2 separate regions of the Zea mays genome follow, and region 1 is linked to region 2. The links are chromatin contacts, called in public Hi-C maps. All regions are on one chromosome and are shown on one strand. The core of a region is the stretch at or near the end of the contact, and the rest is flanking DNA. Distances in the headings are between cores, read along the strand shown. Region 1 holds the start of LOC103641816 (BTB/POZ domain-containing protein At2g24240). Region 2 holds the start of LOC103641812 (DNA glycosylase superfamily protein).

Evidence for each region. Hi-C and Micro-C count contacts between places; a contact is called where the count stands out from the background.
Region 1: a contact with region 2 is called in a Hi-C map of leaf, with 5 times the contacts expected there. The contact joins the promoter of LOC103641816 here to the promoter of LOC103641812 in region 2. A contact is called at or near these places in 4 of 25 Hi-C or Micro-C datasets (bundle sheath, ear, leaf and 1 more).

Annotation. Positions count from the first base shown.
Region 1 is chr10:131,064,369-131,068,474 of Zm-B73-REFERENCE-NAM-5.0, reverse strand. It overlaps LOC103641816 (BTB/POZ domain-containing protein At2g24240), which reads left to right and starts at 2,036. Exons shown (of 1, transcript XM_008665143.4): 1 at 2,036-4,106. The coding sequence starts at 3,015. It overlaps LOC103641817 (enolase-phosphatase E1), which reads left to right. Exons shown (of 16, transcript XM_035963502.1): 15 at 129-200; 16 at 288-1,317. The coding sequence ends at 738.
Region 2 is chr10:130,921,328-130,925,900 of Zm-B73-REFERENCE-NAM-5.0, reverse strand. It overlaps LOC103641812 (DNA glycosylase superfamily protein), which reads right to left and starts at 2,669. Exons shown (of 5, transcript XM_008665141.4): 1 at 1,478-2,669; 2 at 523-580; 3 at 355-438; 4 at 132-273. The coding sequence starts at 1,961.

The DNA of each region.
Region 1 (4,106 bases), core at 787-3,286, 140 kb before region 2:
CATCCCCCCTCCCCTCTCCCAGTTCTATGTCAATGTTACTTGATACTTCACTCCTGTTCATTGTTTAGGTCATAACTTGATGGCAAAGGTTTCATTTGTTAAATTATGAGTTGTTTCTTGTAAATCAGGCCACGTGGCAGAAAAGCTAAGGGGAGCTCGGGTCCACAAATGAAAGGAGGGAAAACAGGAACACCTCAAAGGTAAGTTTTTTACTATTATGGATGTGCTATCTTGATACATTGTACACACAGTAGCTTATGTGAAACTACTATTATGCACAATGGCAGTGATGTTAAGAATCCTCCCAAGAAGAGAGGGCGTCCAAAAGGCATGCACGACAGCAATAATATGCCAAATGCTGATAGCTCTGTGACTCCAGCCAGACTGAAGGGAAAAAGTGTTGAGAAGGATACTCAAGTGACACCTAAGACTGGCAATAACTCCAAGAAGGAAGGTGCAAGGCACTCTCGATCTACTACTGGAAAAGCTCAGAATGCTGTTGTCAAGGCAAGCAGCAAGGATGAACCTGATAGCACCGACAACTCAAAAGATGATGCTGGTAGTGAAGACAAGAATTCAAAAGATGAAGTGAAATCCAGCGAAGGTAACGATGGATCCAAGACCAATGGTCTTTCAACCAAAAGGAAGCTAGAGGAGAATGAAGGTGAGTCATCAGAGGAGAAGGGTTCTGCTAAAACTACTACCAGAAAGAAGCGCAGAAGAAAGAGCCGCAACTAGTTGCTCAGAAGCTATGCAGCTCATCATCTTAGGGGCGTTCCGCCCTTGCAGTCTAAAGTCTCAAGTTGCTGGCATGGGACATGCCATGTATGCTTTATATTGCCTGGACCGTTTTACCAGCTTAGCGCTTTGGCAATTTGGGCATCATGAGTCGGCTCGTAGTTGTAGCAGTCTTGGCGTGTTTGGATCACCGCCGCTGGCACCACGCCGCACCACACTTCGCGCGTCGCAGTTATGGCGGCCGAATCAGCCGCCGTACCTTAGGCGGGGTGTGGCGCTAGACGCCAGCGTCCAAACAGGCCTTTAAACTCTCAATAGGAGCTATAATGTTTGGTCTTACTTTTCTTTTTAGAATCTCGTTGCCAACGGTTGTGCCTCTGGCAAAAATGGATTTGATGCTTTTGCTCTGCTTAAAGCTTTTGTGCCAAATCGTAATGCATTTCGACTTATCTTCTGGCAAACAAAAGTATGCTCCTGTTATGAAGCGAATGTTTCAGAAGAAAAGTAGTCTGAGTTTGTACTTCCTCTGTTTCTTTGTACTTCTTCTGTTTTATATTATATGTTATTTATTTTTGTAAAGAAGTTAATGCATCTTAAGGTTGATCAAAATTATAAAGAGAATTATAAAGATTTATGGCACCAAATAGATATAACTGTAAAAATATAGCTAACAATAAATCTAATAGTATTTATTGAGTATCATAAATGTTATTATTTTATTATATAAATTTAATTAATATATAAGATAGTTTGACTCTCTAAAAAATAGAACAATTTATAATTTAGAAGGGAGGGAATAATATCTAACATAATTTCATTGTCCGTAACTTTTAGTGGGCTCTCCACGAAAAGTCGTTTTTTCGTGACTGTTTGGTAGAGGCGGATCTGACCAAAAAGCCATGGCAAAGAGGTCCTAATCTATCGTTTATTCTGGTGCTCTCGGACTCTGACTATCTGGACTTAGTAAGGCTTCCAGTTTTTACTGAATCTTATTCTTCCGTCCTAGTATCACATTTTAAGAAGTTATTTTTTAATAAGTTTATAAAATGTTATGAATATATCACTTTTGAAGTATGTCTATATTTATTATAGAAAGTGTTATGAAGATATATCTCATAGCATGTTTATTACAAAAAAATATATTTGGTATTGATTTAATGATATTTATTTTATATTATACATATTTATACATATATTTAGTTAGTTTTGTAAAGTTCGACTCTTTCGGTGATTTAGGACTAAACTAGTAGTAACTCGATATTTAACCCATTGTCATGCAAGGATCGAAGTATGTACGTGCGTGTCCGCTTGACAATGCTGAGCTCCGAGATGCGAGCCCCCAACCCAACAACCACAACAGACCGCCAGCGCCGTTTCCTGGAGTCCCCGACCGACAAGCACAAGGACTGCCGTGCCCCGCCTGCGACCGCGAACGAGCAGGATTGAGGAACCCTGAAGATGCGCCTGCGCCGATGATTGGAGAGGACAGGCTTGACTTGCAGCCGGACATCGGAGCACGGAGACCGACCGCGAGCGCAAGGGGTCGGGCACCCGGCGGCACGCACGATGCTCTGCGAGTGTACGACGACGTGAAGTGAAGTCAGTCCTGTCCTGTGTGTGCGAGTTTGCGCGCCTACCAGTCAGTAGCCATGTTCGGGCGGTTGCACGGTTGCAGCTAACACTAAAAGGCCGGCGCCCGGCGGTGTGATAGATGAGTGGGCGGCTCATATGACGACCTCCACACCTTCCTTGTTCAGAATCGTTGACTGCACGCAGCGTAGCACGGTCCCCCCAAAACGGGGGTTGGGACGGGCGACACTGCTAGAAACCCGACCCCGCCGTTGCGCTGGCGACTGGGGATTTTTTTTTGCCTTGTCCTTCTCCTTCTCCTTCCAATCAAGCGCCGTCTTCACGTCAAAGCGACACCGCCACATCGCCTGCTACCTGCCTCGCTCGCTAGCTCTCCTCTCCCTCGTCTACGCCTCCGCCCTGCCGTTACGCCATAAATCCAGCAGAGGCAGCCATCCAATCCAACCAACCTGTTGATACTCGCTCGTATCGTAGTATACACGCCGCGACCTCGTACAAACGCGTGCACTAGTAATTGGCGCAATCCACCGTCTCCCCAACCGCCCGATACAGCGCAGCGGAGGCAGCTCGACAATTCGACCCCCTCCGGCAATCGCCGCCCGGATCTATCTACACGACACTGGGCTCTGGATGCTGCTCAAAGCGGAGATGCTGTAAAGATCGGTTCCTTGGCGAGCGCGCCGACGATGGCGGCCGGCGGCCGCGTGCGGTTCAACGTGGGCGGGCAGGTGTTCGAGACGACCACCACGACGCTGGCCAACGCCGGTCGGGACTCCATGCTCGGCGCGCTGCTCGACTCGTCCTGGAACGTCTCCTCCTCGGGCGGCGGCGGCGGCGGGGTGGCCGAGTACTTCATCGACCGCAACCCGGCCTGCTTCGCGGTGCTGCTGGACCTGCTCCGCACGGGCAGCCTCCACGTGCCCCCGCACCTCCCGGAGAAGCTGCTCTACCGGGAGGCGCTCTACTACGGCCTCCTCGACCACGTGCGCGCCGCGCGGTGGGGCGCGTTCGACGGCGACCGCCTCCGCCTCGCCGCGTCCGTGCCGGGGCGCGCCCCCGGGGACGGCACGGCCATCCGCGCCGCCCCCGACGGCGGGTGCTGCGTGGCGCACGGCGGCGCCGTGCGCGTGTACAACTGGATGCTCGACGAGCGCCGGCCGGTGTCGCTCGACCACTCGCAGGTCAACGACGCGGCATACCTCGACGCCGCCACGCTGCTGGTCGCGGCCCGGGAGCGGCTCGGCAAGCGCGACGGCGGCATGGCCGCCTTCTCCGCGGCCTCCGGCGAGCTCCGCCACCGCTTCCGCGTCGCGCACGACCGGCAGGCCAAGTCCTTCACCGCCGGCGCGCTGGCCTTCGACCAGGACGCGAGCGTGTTCGCCAGCTGCAAGGGCCGGCTCAACGAGTACGGCGTCGGCGTCTGGGACCGCGCCACCGGCGAGCAGGCCGACTTCTTCTACGAGCCCCCCGGCTGCGCCCTGGGCGACGCCGACAGGCTGCAGTGGCTGGACGCCGCCGGCGCGCTCATGGTGGCCACGCTGTTCCCCAAGGCGGACAACTGTTTCATCGGCCTGCTGGACTTCCGGGCCAAGGACGTGGTGTGGTCCTGGTCCGACGCCGGCGCGGCCGCGTCGCTGGACGACAAGCGCGTGCTCCACGCCATCGCCATGGAGGACGAGCGCTCCGTCTGCGTCATCAACCAGTACGACGACCTCGGCTTCCTCGACCTCCGGAGCGGCGCCGGCGGCGTACGGTGGAGCTCCCGGAGCAAGCTGATG
Region 2 (4,573 bases), core at 1,420-3,919:
TTAAGAAGGGCGAGGTAAACACATGTCTGATTCTATTTCAAGCTATGCCACGTCATCATTTTTAAATAAAACACTATCTAACTCTATCATGTCAACAAAAAGGTCAAGAGTGTAAACTGTGAAGTGCTAACCTTGAGTATTTGGCGTGCGTTTTCAATAACACCGCGCAGTTTCTGTTCGGATAACAAGGAACTGCTAGGGCTTCCAGGTGCGATAATCTTCTTCTCACTTAATTTTGAGACTGATACTGGGTCAAAATCCATGAAAACTTCCCTGTGAACCATAACAGTGGATTACTAAGATTCCCAAACACAGTAACAAGGTTCGGGGACAGAAGGAAATGCCAAGTGGTACCTGAATATGTCTCTCTTATTCAGAATTGCTGGCCATGTCAGTTCAGCTAATGCCCCTGACAGTACTAGCAGCTCAAATAACTTCCTGCAATTTATATGAAGCATTTGACTATTTGATAGTTGATGCTGTTATGAGAAAAGAAAAATGTCAGCAGCCATTTCTGCATACCTGTCATCGTGAACAGGAACTCCCCACTCTTCATCGTGAAATGCAGAATAACAAGGATCTACACTTGTAAACAATATAAAAATCAAATTAAATATCCAATACGTACAAGGAGAATAAAAAATAGAAGTTTTTATTACTCTGTCTATGACCATGAAGAAATTATGTGTAACGAACCGTAAATCATATGCATTGAAACATATAAGATTATAAGGTCATAAACTTGATTTCAGAATGAACGGTCACTTCTGAGTAATATATGAGGGGCAGATTAAGCTAACACAACCTACAAATAAAGATATCATCTAGTTCATTTCAACATGTCTATTATTGGGCAGAAGGATAACAAATATCCTCTACCTTGACTAAATTTGTAACCCTCAACAGCAGACTCAATTTCAGTGGTTTTCATTATCAAACTACAGGTTAGCAAGGATCCTTGGTGCATAACATTCTCGCCTTCCATTTTGGGTGTTTTTAGGCAAACTTTCTAATTCCTGAATAAATAAAAACTGTAGAGCATGAATCTAATGGGAAAAAACTGTAACACAATTCTATACCTCCAGGTCGTTCAAATCTCTGCTCCAAAATGAACTGGTTCAGTGCAAAACAACATAGAGATTGCAATGTAGACATACAGAAACAGCATTCTTAAAACCGATTTTATGATCTCAGAATAATACTCATAGGAGAACTGAAGACTGTAATGCTCCCAATCATAAACAGTTGACATAGCTCCCAGTTCCCACTATGCAAAGCCCAAGCTTAAGTCAACTAGCATTCTGGACTCTATCTTACTGAGAGATAGACCTTTAGTTGGCCATTATAGACCCAAAATTTAGCTTCTCTGTTTACACCAGAATAACTATTGAATCAGTGCAAAGTGTTATGCTGGACTAATTGCAGGTTACCCCTACATCAAATGCTAAAACATGCAAGCAAAACCAGAAGCACGCACCAGTATTTGCTGTCACCCATGCGCACCTCCTCTTGACACCAGCAGCATCGGTCTGATAAGCCAATCCACCCTCCCTTTCCAGCATGGAAACAGGCTTGTAATCAGTCTGAGAGAGGGTCTTCTTCTTCCTAGCCCCAAACGCCGGCCTCCCAATCCGGCCTGTGGATGCTCGGCTGCAGAACGAGTCCGTGGACGCGTCCGAGGAGCAGGACGCGTCGAGAGACAGACCCGAGCGCAGCAGCAGCTCCTGCCGACGCATCCCCGCGGGCGCGCTGAGCGAGGGCAGCAATGTGGGCACGGCGGCGGGTTTCCTCTCCTCTGTCGCCCCTGCCGCCGCGGCGGCATCCCTCCCGGGCCTCGGCGAGGGCTTCCGGCCGCGGGTAGCGGACACCGAGCGCGTCCTGCCCCCCGCGGACCGCGGTTCGGAGTCCCCGGCGCCGCCGGACGCTGGCGACAGCCGCCCCCTCGCGCTTGCCCCGGACATTGGGCCGAGCCACCGACTCCTTGCAATCTCGAACCGCCCGACAGCCCCTTCGCCCTTCGGAACCCCAGAGCGAGCTAAAATCGGCTAGGCATTGCTGCGGAAACACCGAGCTCGGGCCAGGGGGGGGGGGGGGGGGGGGGGGGGGGGGGGGGGGGGGGGTTGCAGGCAGCTCCCGCACTCGAAGCAAAACCTCAGCTCTTCCACCGAAATCCGACCAGAAAACCCTAGCAATCGCCGCCAGACCAGCCCGGCATTGCGGAGACACAGCTCCGGGCCCTCGATCCAAACCCCCACGGGCGTCAAAACCTCTCCACCCGACGCCGCAGAGTCGCAGCCACAAGGCTCCGCGGGAATCAGCACGAACAGCTCTCGAGTCTCGATGCGGGTCCCACGAGCGGCGGAACGCCCCGCGGCAATGGCGAGGGGAGGCGGCACGCCAGCGAGGCGGGAGGAAACCCTAGGAGGAGTAGGCGGGTGAAGGAAGCGAGAAGGGAGCCTCGAGGCTCGGCAGCGGCTGCTCGGCCTCGGAATTTACTGCCGCTGGTATTGGTCGGTGGAGTGGAGGGTGCTCCGTGTGCCTGCCGCGGTGGTGGTCGGCAGTAGATTTTGGCTAGGCAAGGTAGAGAAGTAGAGAGACACTTGGTGATTTCTGTCTCTGACTTGGGTGGCTCGTGCTGGCGTCGCGCCTCGCGTGTGTCGTGCGGTCTGGACCCGGGTGAAATGAAAGGGGGAGGGGAACGAGATCTGGGAGAACGAGAGCATCTTCCGCGGCTAGCTAGCAAAAATTAATTATAAAATTATTAGGTGAGTGTCTGTGCGTTGCAACGGGAACATGTAATACTGTTGAAGGAAGGGAGCAGAGGGGAGGGTGTATCGGCTGGACAGGGAAGAAGAGCACAAATCTGGGGACGACGATAGCGGCGGCGCCGTGCAAGGGAGAGTGCGGCGCAAGGGTCGGGAGGCAACGGACGTGAGCTACGATGTTAGGCGGGTCAACCAACAACCCACGCATGTGAGAGGCAAAGAACAACATTATATGAATAGTGATTAATATGATAAAATACATTGATATACAAACTCCCTTTTTTGATCACTAACCAATCATGTAGTCCACAACAGCAGGCAACATTTTATCACTAACCATTCATTGTCTGATAATACAGTCAAATTGCAAAAAGTTCATGGCATACTTTATTTCATGACATAAGAACCCTCAGTCCACCAAGCTTGTGTATAGCTCTCTCCTCAGCGACATACCTCTTGTACCTCTGCAACTTGAGTTGGGTGATACCCTGGTGCTTTGGCTTGCCATAGACAATACACTTGGGCAAAAGCCTCTTCCTACCACCACGTCTCACACGGACAAGGTACACAACATAACCCTGAAGATGAATTACCAGAACATAACATCAAATAAAATCATGACATAGGTACTCAAACTGCAATAATAAAATAAAGTAAACAAGCCTAACATAGCATACTACGTGTCTAATGCTAAAAAAGCATACACCAAAAAATAAAGTAAACTGGCAAAGTGATATAATGAGGAGCGAGCATGAGTTATATCCTAAGGAAGCAGTACTATCATCATTGTCCTTACTCATTACTCACACGTCCTTCGTAGAGTAGCCTTGTTATTCTTTATCTCTTTTTTTGCAAAGTGAGTAGCCTTGTTATTTTTTGGTTAGTGGCAGAGTGTGTTTGACTCTATCTGCATGTATGTGTGACTGTTAGTTGAATTATGATTGTTTCAGTAAGCATCTATATTCTTTTTGTAGTAGTCTAACCACAATGACAGATATATTTCAGGGTTGAAACCATCACGATATACACAAAATGGCAGCCAGCCTTCGCCGTTCATCCGATGTTTTCTTTCTCAAGGGTACGCCAACGAGCTTGCAAATACCTGCATCAGATGAATTTTATATAGTTAGGGTTAGAATAATCATAATGCATCTTGATATTAGAAATGGACACATCGGTACTTATCTCATCAACCACAAAATCCCAACAGAAATGAGTGTGCCCAACAACATGGCATGCTCCTCCATCTTTTCTGTCGCTGTGTATATCTCTCAGCTCCATCTCCAAAAAATTAGAGTCAATTACCTTAGGAAGGTATGGGTAGTAAAGCATACATTAATCTGGACACAACTCTTGTCTTCAATGTTCTATAGAAGACATTAGTTTTGGGTTTGAAGTTTCATGAACGTATACAAAGACATCCTAAATGTGATGCGCTGTCACCAATGCTATGCTTTGTCTAACAATACAACCCCACTATATATGGGCATTTCTGAAAAAGTACCAAAGTCATGCATACTGGTATACATGGGCCACGATAGGAAATTCACTGCAAGGATTTGCTAGACAACTAAACATAAAACCTACTTGAAATCTTCCAAGAACAAGAGATAGAGTAATTGCTGTGTTGTACCTTGCAGCCATTGGGGATATCTTGCAACACGCAGCCTGAAGGCACCTCGTGGAGATGAAGAGCGACGTCGTGGCCCTCTTCGCTCACCAGCACGACGCCCCCTTCATCACCATCCGCTCCCTCTCCGACCTCGCCGGCGGCGGCTCCTCGATCAGCAACGAGGCCACCACGTTCC